Linked DNA regions of Mus musculus: region 2 is linked to region 1. A link is a contact called in public promoter capture Hi-C data. All regions are on one chromosome and are shown on one strand. Each heading gives the region's core, a stretch centred on a gene start, on an enhancer-like site or on the middle of the called end of the contact. The rest is flanking DNA. Distances are from core to core; before and after follow the strand shown. Region 1 holds the start of Zfp759 (zinc finger protein 759). Region 2 holds the start of 9430065F17Rik (RIKEN cDNA 9430065F17 gene).

Region 1 (7,481 bases), core at 1,511-4,010:
TGCACACTGCACAACTATCTGCAGCGACTGAAAAAGACAGAAAAACATAATAAAGAGCATTACAAAGTTGTATCTTACAAATCAAACATAAAGAAAATACAGAAACCACCATTTTAGGCTGACAAGAGAGATGAGCATAGCCAAGAAACCATGAAAAAGAATCAGAAGCCACAATTACAAAACCACAAAGGGCCACTGAGAACACGAACAACACTGAAAATGTGGGACATACTGACAATGAACACTCACATACCAAAATAAGTGATGCCCACCCAGAGTTCTCCTTTCACGAGATACAGGCCAGAAGAATGAATCAAGAAATGAATCCAACTTAGTCAGGGTTTCTATTCCTGCACAAACATCATGACCAAGAAGCAGTTGGGGAGGAAAGGGTTTATTCAGCTTACACTTCCACAGTGCTGTTGATCACCAAAGGATGTCAGGACTGGAACTCAAGCAGGTCAGAAAGCAGGAGCTGATGCAGAGGCCATGGAGGGATGCTACTTTACTGGTTTTCTTCCCCTGGCTTGCTCAGCCTGCTCTCTTATAGAACCAAGACTACCAGCTTGATGTAGAGATGGCACCACCCACAAAGGGACCCCCCCCCTGCCCACGATCACTAATTGAGAAAATGCCTTACAGCTGGATCTCGTGGAGGCATTTCCCCAACTGAAGCTCCTTTCTCTGTGATAACTCCAGCCTGTGTCAAGTTGAGACAAAACTAGCCAGTACAAAGTTGTCTACAACAAGTAGATATGAGTGATGTCTTTTAGATTTTCCAATTACACTGGACAGATTTTCAAAATATCCCTTTATGATAGTCTGAAGTTTTTGGTATCTGTTGTAAAATCTCCCTGTTCATTTCTGAATCTAATCATTTGGGTCCTGTTTCTGTTGGTTAGCTGGATCCAGTGTCCCTCAATCTTGTTTATCTTGTTTATCTCCAGCTCACTAAAGCTTGGTTTGACTGAGGACAGTATAAGCAAGATCGCCTGAGATGGAGGAGGGGATGTGGAGAAGAAACCCTGAAAAAACAAACACACAAAGAAAACCTGTGTGTATGTTGTGAATGCAAAACTCTTGTAAGGAGTCTGTGTGTGCAGAGACTGATGGCCCACGTGGAAGTTCACTGAGGGGCAGAGCCTGGAATTCTGCAGGTTCAGGGTTAGCTGTCTTGGGCTGATTTTCCCTTCAGGGACAGTCCTTGCCTCACTATGTAGTGGACCACACAGCTTGTTAATAGATAAAAACCTCTCAGAATCCACTGACTAGGCAGAACATGAGATTCTATCAACCCAAAAGCTAAAATCTCAGCAGATGGTATCTTAGGTGAATAGAATATCTCCCATATCTCAAGGTACATATACATACCTCTATCAGACTTACACCAATGTATTTTAAGCTTTCTTAGGTTAATGACATTCTTTGTTCTGTAAAACCATGAAATAGATTTCATGTTGGAGCATGGAATTTGGATTAATTAAACCTGTGTTCTCAGATCATGGCTACAAAAATGGCTCTGGACTAAACTATTCTCTTAACTCTTCAAAAGGACAACTATGCATTTTGCATGAACAGGAACCTACTATATGCAAATCATAAGTTCCCAAGTATGCCACAGGTTTTGAAATTTATCTTGCAGCCTTTCTAATACAGTTGAAAAATTTGAAGACTTCTTCCTAAAACTATTAAGGGTGCATCAGTAAACCTGAAAGTCACATTGAGGGACAGGGAAAATTTAAGAGAGTTCGAACACTGCCAATAATAGGAACATACATAAGAAAATCACATGATGAGACAATATCCAGATCCTGCCAGATTAAAGAGAACAATGTACAGAGCCTGGCAGATGAGCAGAGATATTTCCTCCTTCCCTTTCAGACTTTCCAGCTCCTCCCAGCGATCTTTCTCTCATCACACCAAGTCATCTATCTCTCACATCTGAAAAGAAGTCCAAATACTGGACAGAACACATACTCAGAACACAAACATACTCAGAACCGTTGAGGTATTACTGTCTAGTCATTTTTAATCTGTGTAAAATCCATAATTACATAGATTGTGCAAACACGGGATGTTACCAATTACAAGATTATTCTGTGGCTATACAGCCATGTATTGTGAGGAATCATGTCACTGAGATGTCTATTAGAAATTCCCACTCTAACCAAGGCATCCATAAATCTAACAATTCATTCCAAAGGAAAAGTAATTAACACCCCACACAACAATCACCGTCACAGGACTCTCTGTCCCTGGACACTAGGAACTTTAGAAAGCTGTGTGAACTCAAACAAGGAGTAGTCTCCAGGACATGACGTATAGGGGGCGGTAGATGTCCCCGTGTTCTGTATGTCCAGAGAATCTGACTACAGCCAGTGAGAATGGGTCAACTAGGCCGAGCACGTTTCCCTTTAAACATGCTTGAGCTCTGGTCAGCATCGCAGGCACAGGCAGTGTGCAGACCCTGCCTGCCCTTGCCATCCTGTAGTTTCTAACGTTCTCCTCATCAAACCTGTGCCCAGGGACAGTGACCCAGCCTAGGTCAGCACAGCATCTCCAGGTCAGCAGCTTCCTGTCTCACAACAAGCCCAAGCCGGCACTCTCCGTGCCCTACCCGCCACCCTGCACAGTCCCTCATATCTGCAAGATGGTGCTGTTCCCTGCACCAACCTCCATGTCAGAAATCCAAATGCAGCGCTCAACAGGACAACTGCACAAATTTGAGAAGCGACCTTTGACGAAAGAATATGGAAATTTGATGCTGACAGCACTTTCTGATGCCGTCACAGGGGCCGGGACTACATTTCCCACAAATCAATTGGAAGGACTTCCGGGAACCCACTGAAGAGGTTTTGTACACTGCCTGGATTACAGTCCACTGAGAGCAGGTGCACATGGACATGCACAGGGAATTTGGGCTCTTTTACAGTCCTTGGTCACGGCACGAAATGTTTGCCTGTGAGCTGAACCTTTCACATTAATCCCGCCTATCAGGTTTCCATGTTATCTCTGATAAAACATTTTGATTTAAAAACTCCGACCTACTATAGAATCTTATTAACAAATGGAAAATTCATGCTTTCATGATCTGCTTTATTTAAGAATGTGGAAGCAGGAAGTTAATGTAGGAGTGAGCATTATCTCTTTACGATTCTATTGAAACCATCCTAGTCGCTTAAGATAGAAGAATTAGAAATCAAAGCTAGTCACCAGCAGATGTTTTCTGAGCACTCCACTGGTTTTTCTCTTCTGTATGTCTCCCAAGGGGCGGGACAGAGTTACTGGGATCACAATGATGTGTGTACTAACTCTTTTTTTTCGAGGCAGGGTTTCTCTGTATAGGGTTTCTCTGGCTGTCCTGGAACTCACTCTGTAGACCAGGCTGGCCTCGAAATCAGAAATCTGCCTGCCTCTGCCTCCGGAGAGCTGGGATTAAAGGTGTGCGCCACCACGCCCGGCGTGTGTACTAACTCTTAATCCACTGTGCACTATAGGATTTCCCCCTGCCTTAGGTTTGATGTTCCTTATTGATTTTTCTGTCTCTGCACTGATCCTGTCATCGGTCATATTTGACAATATTTGAACATTAGTGTTATCTGTCTTGAATTTCCCTCACTTCTCCTAAACAGAACACTGAGATATTTTCTTCTTGAATACAAAGATATCAGAAATATTCATAATACTGTCTAATGAGATCACTGTATTAAAGGAGTTACACTGGAAACATAGAGTATTGAGAATTCATGTCTCTTCTTGGGAAGGTTTATTCTTGTGCAGTTCATGGTTGAGTCAAAGTTACAAACCCTGTTACAGAAAAGACTTCCTACTTCCCTGAATCCTAATGATTCAAAAAGAAGCTGTTTCAAAGAAGATACTGTGCCGAGTCCATATTTAATTCTTCTTTTCCAGTGAGTATGTTTATCCAGGAATGCAGAACGGCTTCCTCAAATTAGAAAAATTAGAGTCAAGGAACAATACATGTACCTGTACTTGATTGGCAAGTGTCATGACTGGTCTGTCCTCCTCCTGAATGCTGCAGTGAAGGGCATTGACAGAAACCACAAAAGTTAGTATTTCTGAGCATAGCTAGTTTTCCAATATATGTTATGTGTTGAGATCTGGTCTGTTGCTATGTATTGTAATGCTAAATTCTGTATCCAAGATCTAGTACTACAGCTGACTTCTCATATTTACATGGTTCTGTGGCACAAACCTTCATCCTTGATTTAAAACTATGGGATAAATCAAATTGGCTACAGCCAATTACTGGAGGGATTTGTGGAGGGCGGGTATTGAGTTACCTGGTAGGGGGTGGAGAAGAGAGAGAAGAAAGAGAGACCAGGACAAGGAGAAATGGGGAAAGAGGATGAAGATGCCCTGGGACAGATGGACCATGAGCCTGTGGCCAGGAGAAACAGCAAATATCTGGGGTAGAGCACTGGGAAGGTAGCCATGACGGCAGTTACAAGAGTAGATTAGTGGTTGTGTTCCAGTAATTGCCAAAGCCAAATGCTATAACCCTAGGCTGAGTTGAATTTATCTGTAAGCTAGTCAGTCATAACCTTAAGTACATTGTGCTACTTGTGTGTATGTGTGTACATGTATATTTGTATCTGCTACATGCAAACCTACCTAAGAGAGTAGTCATTCATAGGAGATGCGCTCATCCTTGAGGATACAGCATAGAGTCACGACTCTTCTACTGTCTCCATTTCTTTGCATTTTGCCTGTGTAATTCAATAGGGGGAGTAGCTACCGTGGTATAGTCACAACCTGAAGATTTGATCAAAGAGGAGGCTCATTCAGCACACTATTAGGGACCCAGGCATAGTTATGGAAATGTCTACTGGAGCTAGAGTCTCAGGACTAATATGTTTGTTTAGGCCATGTTCACCATTTTAAATATATTGCCTACTATAATTTTTTTACATCTTGATCATTTAATTTTCTCTCTTGGGAACAATCCCTAGTATGTGTCATGTTTAGCGAAATCACTTGAATATCTGTGCTTACAGGCTAAAGAGATTGTTCAGTAGTTAAAAGTAATTAATGGCCGGGCGTGGTGGCACACGCCTTTAGTCCCAGCACTTGGGAGGCAGAGGCAGGCAGATCTCTGAGTTCGAGGCCAGCCTGGTCTACAAAGTGAGTTCCAGGACAACCAAGGCTACACAGAGAAACCCTGTCTCGAACCTCCCCCAAAAGTAATTAATGTTTTATAGAAGATGAGTTTGTTTTCTAATATGCATATGGTGGCTCTCAAGAACATATAATAGCAGTTCTAGAGGATCAAATACCCTATTTTGACATTATCAGGCTCAAACATCATCAGGAATCTATTATAGAATAGATAGGCCCACAGAGAGACAGACAGACAGAGACAGATACACAAGTAAAATAAAATATATAATTAAAAAATTATGCTGCTCATGGTGCTACATACACTCAATTCTGTTAGTTAGGGGTCAGAGAGTTGTATCTCTTAGTTACTGGAGAGCCAGTTTATAGAGTGAATTTCAGGTATGTCAGTGCTATACAGAGAAACCCTGTCTGGAACAAGAACAATAACAAGAAGTAAAACCAAGGTTTCACGTTTAGAAAAAATAATGATATTTAAAAGGAATATTCATATATATGTATATATATATATACATTCATATATGGTTAAACAACTGCCAGTTTTCATTTTGAAAGATAGATCCTTTCATCAGTGATAAGCAAAAATCTATTGAAATACACCTCTTGCTATAGCAGTTCTTAATACTCCTAATGTCTACCATCCTGATCCTGTACAAATTCCCCAGATACATTACAGGTCCCGTCATTACTGGATACCTCACAGGGAGGTACATAAAATGTGCGGATAGTTTCATACCTTCTTGGAAGACATACTGACCTTGGCCAGCAGATTATATAACAAATGGTGACTTCATAGTAGTTGATCACTGAACATCACCGCATGACTTCATAATACATCCACATACTTCCTTCATTCCTCTCCATAAAATTAATTTCTACTGGTGTATATTGGGAAGTTTTTTCCTTACTTTACTGAAATGTGTCTTTTGTCTATCCTCACACCTCTGTGGTGGTTACTTTTTTCTGTTTTTAAACTCATCTACATGTGCTTTCAGGCTCTACCCTCTCCTCCAGCTCACCAAGGGCTATCTCAGTTTCCTTGCTAAACAAGCAAGGTTCACTTTTCCAGTGATGTAAAGACTTCGCAAATAATCATCAATCTTTGTAATACTTCATAGACTTATCTAAAGGCTTATCTTATAAAGATCATTTTAATTAAGGTTCCCTCTACCCAGATTATCATAGCTTCTGTCAAGTCAGCAAATATTTACCAGCACACTCTCAGTGTGGTAAACCCTCTGGTTAATTGCAAGTTGCAATCAGTGAGTTTTCAGATGCTGGAGAAGGGGAGATATACCTGTCAGGGGACTAGTAGCAGAGTATTCAGAAAAGGACACAAAGCATCCACATTTGTCACCACATATCACACAGACACACACAGATACACACACACACAGATACAGACACACACACACACACACACATAGACACACACAAAGAAGGAGACAGAGACAGAGAAAGAGACAGAGACAGAGAAAGAGAGACAGAGAGAACTATCGAGGCCACACACTAATATTCTTTGCCTTTGAAACCTCTTGAGCTAGGCACCCACAGTTCAAGTCACCATCAGCGCCAAAGTCTTCCATATTCTTACTAGCATTGCCCAGTAAGCCCATCCTAAAGCACTCCACTGCTTTCCAAATCCACAGTCCCCAAATTCATATTCCTCCAAACCAAAACATGGTGAGGCCTATCACAGAAAAGAACCAAGTCGCTCGTACCAAGTTCTGTCTTAGAGTTTCATTTGTGTGGAGGGACAACCTGACCAAGGCAAGTCTTAGAAAACATTTAATTGGGGCTGGCTTATAATCTCAGAAAATCAGTCCATTATTATCATGGCAGGAAGCATGATAATGTGTAGGCAGACATGGCACTTGCAGATCCAAGAGTTCTACATCTTTATCTGCAGGAAGCAGATAGTGAATGTCTTCCAGAGGCAGCAAAAAAGAGCTCTAGAACACAGTGATCAGATCTGACTGTATGTATGAGACACCAAAGCCCCACCTCCACCATGTCATGATTCCTCTAGCAAGACTAGACCACAAATTAGGCCATACATCCAAATAGAACCACTTCCCATGGAGTAAGTAAGTTAATACCACTGTCTCCTTGTCACATAATAGTAAAACGCCTTAGGATTACAATAAATTCCTCAATCAATAGGCATAGACTAAATTTTCAATAAAAAGACATAGACTAACTAAATGGATGCAAAGAAAAAAGACCATCCTGCTACCTACAGGAAATACCTCAACATCATAGATAGCTATCACCTCAGAATAAAGGTGTATAAAAGAAATTTCCCAGGCAAGTGGGCCTCAGATTGAAGCTGGTGTAGCTAT
Region 2 (7,481 bases), core at 1,910-4,409, 420 kb before region 1:
CATAAATGGAATTTCTGGATTAGTTGGTGAACCTGTTTAACTAATTATCAGTGTTCATAAAACATCTGGAATAGATGGTAAGTAGTTTCTTAGCTTTTTAACCCCTTTTTCTCCACTAAATTCATTTCAATATTATGCTGATTTCCTAACTTTAAAAATGATCAGTAACAAGCAAGTAAACTGAGTTTAAAATGTATATAAAATGGAAGAAACATAGATTGGTAAGGCCGCTGTCCATAATTCCTCCCGTGCACTCACAGCAAACCTAAGTTGAAGATACAGAGAGAGTCTGGTCCCGTACCATCTACAGGGAGCCAACTCCTTCCTCTTCTCTGCAGTTCCACAGAAGAAGGTATCCATAGCCATTAGCAGCTCAGCATGCCTGCTTCAGAGAACCTTCTCTCTGCCCCGTTCTGCCTTCACAGTAAGATTGCATCTCTCTGAAAACTTTATAATATCTAGATTCATGGGGGCAATCACTAAACTGGCTAAACTTTGATGAATGAGCATCCGTATTTATATCTCTCCTGTTGTTTTTCCACAGGGGCAGGGGGCACAGAATTTTATTGTGCTCTATCATCCTTCCAGGCATTCCTTGCCATAATGTGCCCTACCTCCAAATTGTGAGATAAAATAAAACTTTTCTGTCCTTGAGGGTCTTGTGAGATACTTTCTGAGAGAAACAGAGAAAGTTATGATAGATAGCTATGATATTGCACAGTCTCAGAGAGGACAAGCAGGGATTGAATGAGTACAAGTTTTTCAGCTATGCAGTTTCAGATTTGCCTAGGCTATATGAAAACCTGTCTCAAATATAAAAATGGTTACAATTCTTGATAATTAAGGTACTGTACTGGCTGGTTTGGTGTGTCAATTTGACACAGGCTGGAGTTATCACAGAAAAAGAAACCTCCCTTGAGGGAATGCCTCCATGAGATCCAGCTGTAAGGCCTTTCTCAATTAGTGATCAAGGGCGGGAGAGCCCATTGTGGGTGATACCATGCCTGGGCTGGTAGTCTTGGGTTCTATAAGAAAGCAAGCTGAGCAAGCCAGGGGAAGCAAGCCAGTTCCATGGCCTCTGCATCAGCTCCTGCTTCCTGACCTGCTTGAGTTCCAGTCCTGACTTTCTTTGATGATGAACAGCAATGTGGAAGTGTAATCTTGGTGGTCATCTCGTGATACCGGCATCTCCAAAACACTGCTGTTTTCTGCTGCAACTAGGCTTCACCAATAGCCTCTCATAGGCTCTCTTTATGGTGCCAACCCTCAACTCCAACTTGCTTCATGGTCATGATGTTTTGAGCAGGAATACATACTCTGACTAAGACATACATCTGTTGAATTTTTAAATATTTTTCTATGGCAAAATTTCCAGTTCAAACTTACATAAAATGTGACTTACATCCTGGGTGGTATGTTTACTAATTCTATGTAAACATGAGAATATTGCAAAGTGAGACTGTCTGCTGCATGTATTCTGGATAAATGATTCTCTCAGAAAGTGGTCATTTGTGTGAAGGAGATGGGTGTTGTTTTTAGAAGTTATGTCCTTCTAAAATGAAAGCAAAAAGGACCAAATACCCTGTACCTGACTGTGTGCTTTCATCACTAAGGCCCAAATATTTGTAAACCCTGAGACTTCTTAATCACACTCTTCTCTCCAAATTGAATTCATATTTGCAGAGACTGTATTATTCATTCTTATCTATAGAAATATTGGCATTTGTGTCACCTAATAGTTATTTTTATTTTTTTCTATATGAGTACACCATAGCTGTCTTCAGACACACCAGAAGAGGGCACTGGATTGGGATCCACAGATAGTTGTAAGCTACCACGTGATTGCTGGAATTGACCTCAGGACCTCTGGAAGATCAGTCAGTGCTCTTAACCGCTGAGCCATCTCTCCAACCACCCTCCCCAACCAGTTATTAAAACTCCTTCTTAAACATTTCAGGGAAGAATAAAAAAGGACACAAGTAAGTTTCTTTCTTTCTTTCTTTCTTTCTTTCTTTCTTTCTTTCTTTTTTTTTTTTTTTTTTTTTTTTTTTTTTTTTTTTTTTTTGGTTTTTCGAGACAGGGTTTCTCTGTATAGCCCTGGCTGTCCTGGAACTCACTGTGTAGACCAGGCTGGCCTCCAACTCAGAAATCTGTCTGCCTTTGCCTCCCAAGTGCTGGGATAAAAGGCATGCGCCACCACTGCCCGGCAGGACACAAGTTTCTTATTAAAAAAAAAAAAAAAAAAAAAAGACTTTCCTTCTCAGCTGAGATTTAGCTTCCTTGTGAACCACTGTCCGTCACGAGTCCAGACTCTTCTTTCTAAAAAGGTTTGTTCTTTGGTCTTTGGCATGACCAGTACAGCACTAGATATTTACGAGGAGATAGGAGGTCCCAATGGTGCCAATCTATCTTTATTCATTCATTCATTATTTCTATGTTCCCAGTTAGATTCTCTGAGTTCTTTACAAGTGAATTCTAGAGAGCTGGGCTTTTAATTTTGTTCTATAATTTTAAATCATATCTGTGCACCTTGACCTGTGCACTACACTGTATGGATTCCAATGTTCACACTAAGACTTTTTTTCCAGCTGTGGCAAACTGGTTATTTTATTTAACTACAGGACGAGATTGTCTATTGTAGTGGTGTATTTATAACTAAAGCCTTCTTCATCCCAGGCAAGCAGGGACTTTACCCCTAAGATGCTCAGTAACCCTTTTTTGTAGTTTGTACCTTTTGCCCAGGTTATCCTTGGATTTGGCATCCTTCTGTCTTAAGCTCCTGAGCATCTGCGAAGACACGGAGTGACAAATAGGCTGATTGTAAAATCATCTTAACAGAAAGTGGTCATTTCCATACAATTTTTTGCTGATTTATTTTAAAGTTAAATTGAGTCAACGTGAATTTTACATATGGAATAAACCTCATAATAAGTAGACTTTGAGTTTTAAATCAGTACAGATTGACCAGAAATAATCAGCAAACATTAGAGTCAAAGGCTCGACTCACATTCAAACATCTCCGGTAGTGAACCCGGGATTTTAAAAGCAGCCCGACTCCCTATGGCTGTCCCAGTGCAAAAAATGCTCGCGTTCCCATCCATCCTCACCTGCAGAGGTGAAGAAACACAGGAAACACACACGTCACCAGCCTGTTTTCCTGGCGCCTCGTCGCACAGACTTGTGGGAAGTGTAGTCTTCCGTTGGATCGCTTCACAAGGAGCCATTGTGGAAACGGCACTTCCGCATTGCGACTGCACTAGTGCATTTTCTCTCAAAGTTGGGCGATTCTCTGGTCCTGCTCCGCGCTCGGCTTGCATCGCTGACATGGAGGTTGGTCCAGGGTGTCGCGTACCGCTGCAGGTCGGAGGGACCGAGGGCGGGTCCGGCCCGGAGGCGGCGGAGGAGGGGTGGCCCGGAGGCGGGAAGAACAGACTTGGTGGAGCCCTGCTGACCTAGGCTGGGCCACAGCGTCTGGAAGCCTGCTGGGGCCGGGGAGAGGGCATGCGGTTGGTGCTGGAAGTGAACGCTCTTGTGAGCTCAGAGTAGCTGCCTGGGTCTCTTATAGAGGCTGTATTGGTAAGAAAGGAATTGGGAATATGAAAATCCAGGATTGCTCGGACAGGCGGGTCTGCTCGTAACCTGTACCTGGAAGTGGTGGTGGTGGACTCATACATCTCAGATTGGCTATGGACCCACGCCTTCCCCGCGCTTGTCAGTTTTCTCAGGACACCTAGACCAAGTGGAGATCTGGCCCCTCCTGTACTTTATAGCCGGCCTAATACTTTTAGTTTGTATTGATAGAAGTTCATAGAGTTACTAGTTTCCAAGGACGGAGAGTTTTGCGAGAGAGATTGATGCATGGGATGTTAATCCCATTTTCATTGGAACAGAGATTTATGGACTGCCGTTTTAAATAGGAATACTTAATGATCACTGCTGTGACCTGAATCCTCAGACTAACACCCCCATGCAGAGCTAGAATGATCCCCTAAAGGAAAAGATTCTAGCTTTGCAAAACAAGAAATTACTGATCCTGCACTGTACTGGAGAAGAATAACTCATCCAATTCCATTGGGAATTATGATGCCATTAGTTTGTGGGAGATGAGTTGGCTAGAGGCTACAAGGGTGTCTAGGGATTGACTGTAAGGGGACAGAGGTGCTTGAGTTTCTCTGGGAAAGAGAAATAGTCCTGCCTACCTGACCGGATGCTTACAGTGCTCTCTGATCGATCCCATGGTTTTCTCCCGTCGTTGTCCACTGCATACTGTGTCTAAAACTGTCACTAGTTGTGGGATCTGTGTTCCACGAGTGCCCTTAAACAGTTCGTCCGGAACCGTTTCTCCCAAGTTTTTATACTGGGTCAAAAGAGTAAGAGATGACTTTAAGAGCTATGGTTCACTCGGGATCCTGTAGTTTTTTCACAGTGGGCTGCTCACATAGTCTTTTGTTTGTACAAGTGAAAATATGAGGGAAGGAATTACTCATTTTAGAAACTCACATATAGTGACGTTGTTGTATTACACATGTCGTCCTTACAAAGACTCTGATAGGAAAGTTTGCAGGATGGCGATGATGATGCTCACCATCCCCTGGTGATCTGTGTGACATCTGTTGGTTAACATGGAGAGAAGATACGGAAGGTATTTGTATAGATTTGGATGGGAGGAATAAAAAATGTGAAGCACGGATTTTTGTCATTTTTCTCCTTTTGGTTTATAAAGATTTCTGTTCTTGAGTCTGTCGGTAGTTGTTTTCAAATGCAAGTGATGTATTTTGAGTTGAAAAGTATGCGTCAGATTGTTTGGCAGACTTTTTCAAAGACACGCAGTTATTATCTTCTTTGAGGTGGCTTCATAAAAACAAATCAGTTGGATGAGAATCTGAGCCTCCACTGTTTACAGGATGGGCTGCGCTTAGTATTTCTTTAGGCACAAGTAGTAACATTGTACTGAATATTTAAGATCACTGTTAGATTTGTACAGATTTGAACAGATTAAAGCATGTGTTACTTACTTGGAATACATATTTAAAAAGCATATTAGTTTGCAAGTAAATAACACCTATGGTCTCCCATACCATGTTCAATGTTCCAAGTTGGCAAGATGTCAAGATGTGTTGGCTAAAACCAAGAATTAATGATGGCTGCATGTAAGGTACATGTGGGTGAAGAGCTGGGCCAGAGACCTATGAGTTGGCTACTTTATCATACTTTTGTTGAGGTTTTAAGGCAGCATGTTCTTTAATCCATAGGTAGTCTGTGTTCAAAATGGTGTCACTAGTAGCTAGAAGCTAATTGGAAATCCAGTCTTCTATTTGCAGCTAGCTTTTACTTCCCATAAGTTCCTGCTAATCAGGACTGTTTGGTTTCAATGAAGGAATATGTTTGAGGGGCACAGGCATGGTGTGCATGAGTTCTTGGACTTCTCCTTTCTCCATGCTGTTAGTCTAGGCTTGTGTCTAGGACCAGCCTCTATTCAAAAGACGGGAAGTTAAGTTTCATCACCTGGCGGTGCCATATCTCATAGGTAAAGAAAGTGGAAGATGTGTTTCTCATCTCTCACCTTGTGCTTTCAAGCTTTCATGCTTTCAGCAGAGTCTACTTTCTTAAGAGGTGACTGGGTCAGGTGACACAAGCCTTTAATCCCAGCACTTGGGTGGAAGAGGGGGGCCAACCTCATCCGCATGATGAGTTCTAAGACATCCAGAGCTACATTTTGAGACTTTGTCTTAAAAAAATGCAAAGGGGTGGGGGCTAGGTGGAGACTGGGTTTAGCCATCTTTCGTCATCCTGCTTGCGACTTAAGAGTCATCTGTTGCCATCCTCCTCATTGAGGTTTCCCTCTGCTGTTTTGATGGGAGGCTCTTTCCAATGCATAAGTTTCTCTCCATTGCAGTTCTCCCACAGGCTCCGGTTTCTGTCCTGTTGACTTCTCTGCTCTCCAGGTCTGTTAGAGGGCAGCTTTGTTTGTGTGTTCTTGCTTGTTCTTTTTCTTCTGTTGTATGTGACGTACATCCCTCAGCTTCCCCAGCTGTTATTTCTGCTGAGGTTAACTACTAAGGATTTTACAGAAGCACCTCCTGGGTTAGGGGTTCTCCTTACCTGCTCCTATCAGAATATTTGCTTACCTGGCTTGCTTAGCCTTCTTGAATTTCTTCAGTGTTGCCTAGACTGGCATTTGTTGGAAGTTTTAATTAGTTTCCATCACTATTTCACATAGTGTAAGTTTAAAAGCCACATTTCTTAAAATGTAATTTTTTCTTTTTTTTAATGTGGGTTTTGTTTTTTTGTTTTTTGTTTTCCTAAATAAGAGAGGTCTTCACATCTCACAGGCTAGCCTTAAACTCCCTGTGCAGATGAGCCTGGCCTTGAGCACCTGGTATTCCTGCCTGTACCATCCAAGAACTAAGATTATAAACACGTAAGGACATTCTGGTGTCCTTCTTTTCTTTTATTCTGTGTAGAGTGTTCCATAAATTCATTACACTCATGGCAGGTTTTTTGTCTCCCCCCCCCCCCAGTCCTTGCTTTTACTTTCTTCTTTATATTCTTTTTTTTTTTTTTTCCTTATTGAATCTGTTTTTGTGAAGGTAGGACCACATACCATGCTATGCCTATGTAGGAGCAGAATTTTGATGAAACACTGTGCCTTGGTGCCAGGGATCCACTTCATGTCATTACAGTGGGCTCCAAGTACCTTTACCTACTGAGTCTCCCCACAGGCCTTCAGTTGTGTGTGTGTGTGTGGTGTTTTGTTTTGTTTTGTTTTTTTGTTTTTTCAAGACAGGGTTTCTCTATATAGCCCTGGCTGTCCTGAAACTCACTTTGTAGACCAGGCTGGCCTTGAACTCAGAAATCTGCCTGCCTCTGCCTCCCAAGTGCTGGGTTTAAAGGCATGCACCACCACGCCCAGCTGCCTTAAGTGTTCTTACTGTCACTTTTTCATGCTCTTATAACCTCTGGCAGCTTTCTGTTTGAGGAGGCCTCCTTCCTTCTGCTGACTCTTTCTAGTGTTCACACCTTTGTTATTTCCATTCAGTAGGGCATTTTCAGCTCTGTCATTGTGCTTCTCATATTTTATTGCATGACTGATTTCTGATGTTCTTGTTTACATATGGCGTTATTATCTTAGCTCCTTATTTAGTTGTTTGAATCCTCCTTTAGATTTTTAACACAGGTTGGGTGTTCAGGGCATCTTTGAGATGTTTTGGTTTTCCTTTGTCTGATCCATGTTTCCTATTTGTATTCCTTACAGTGTTTATTGATATTTGGCCTTTGGGAATAACAGTGACCACCCATCATGAGCCTAGAATTTATAGAACCTTCAAATGTGTTGTAAGATATTAGATGCCTTTCTGTAGCGGGGAATTGTCAATCCACCCCCAGGGGATGATCACACTTTTTGTCACCTGCCCTACTCTCTGGATTTGAGAATAAAAGACACACATATACAGAGTTGTTTTTTTTTTTTTTTTTTTTTA

What was found. Capture Hi-C pulls out chosen DNA fragments and counts their contacts.
Region 2: a promoter capture Hi-C map of liver shows a contact between it and region 1. The contact joins the promoter of 9430065F17Rik here to the promoter of Zfp759 in region 1. A contact is called at or near these places in 10 of 39 promoter capture datasets (the C10 cell line, cranial neural crest, embryonic stem cells and 6 more), 4 of 484 Hi-C or Micro-C datasets (CD4 T cells, the N1E-115 cell line, embryonic stem cells and 1 more), 3 of 115 datasets of contacts at active chromatin or transcription factors (bone marrow-derived macrophages, embryonic stem cells and stem cell-derived neural progenitor cells) and 4 of 9 other capture datasets (adipose tissue, liver, macrophages and 1 more).

The regions. Positions count from the first base shown.
Region 1 is chr13:67,123,507-67,130,987 of GRCm38.p6, reverse strand. Zfp759 (zinc finger protein 759) reads right to left here and starts at 2,760. Exons shown (of 4, transcript NM_172392.3): 1 at 2,674-2,760. The coding sequence starts at 2,679.
Region 2 is chr13:67,548,880-67,556,360 of GRCm38.p6, reverse strand. It overlaps 9430065F17Rik (RIKEN cDNA 9430065F17 gene), which reads right to left and starts at 3,159. Exons shown (of 5, transcript NR_131100.1): 1 at 3,108-3,159; 2 at 2,732-2,787. Zfp748 (zinc finger protein 748) reads left to right here and starts at 3,209. Exons shown (of 4, transcript NM_001035231.3): 1 at 3,209-3,330. The coding sequence starts at 3,325.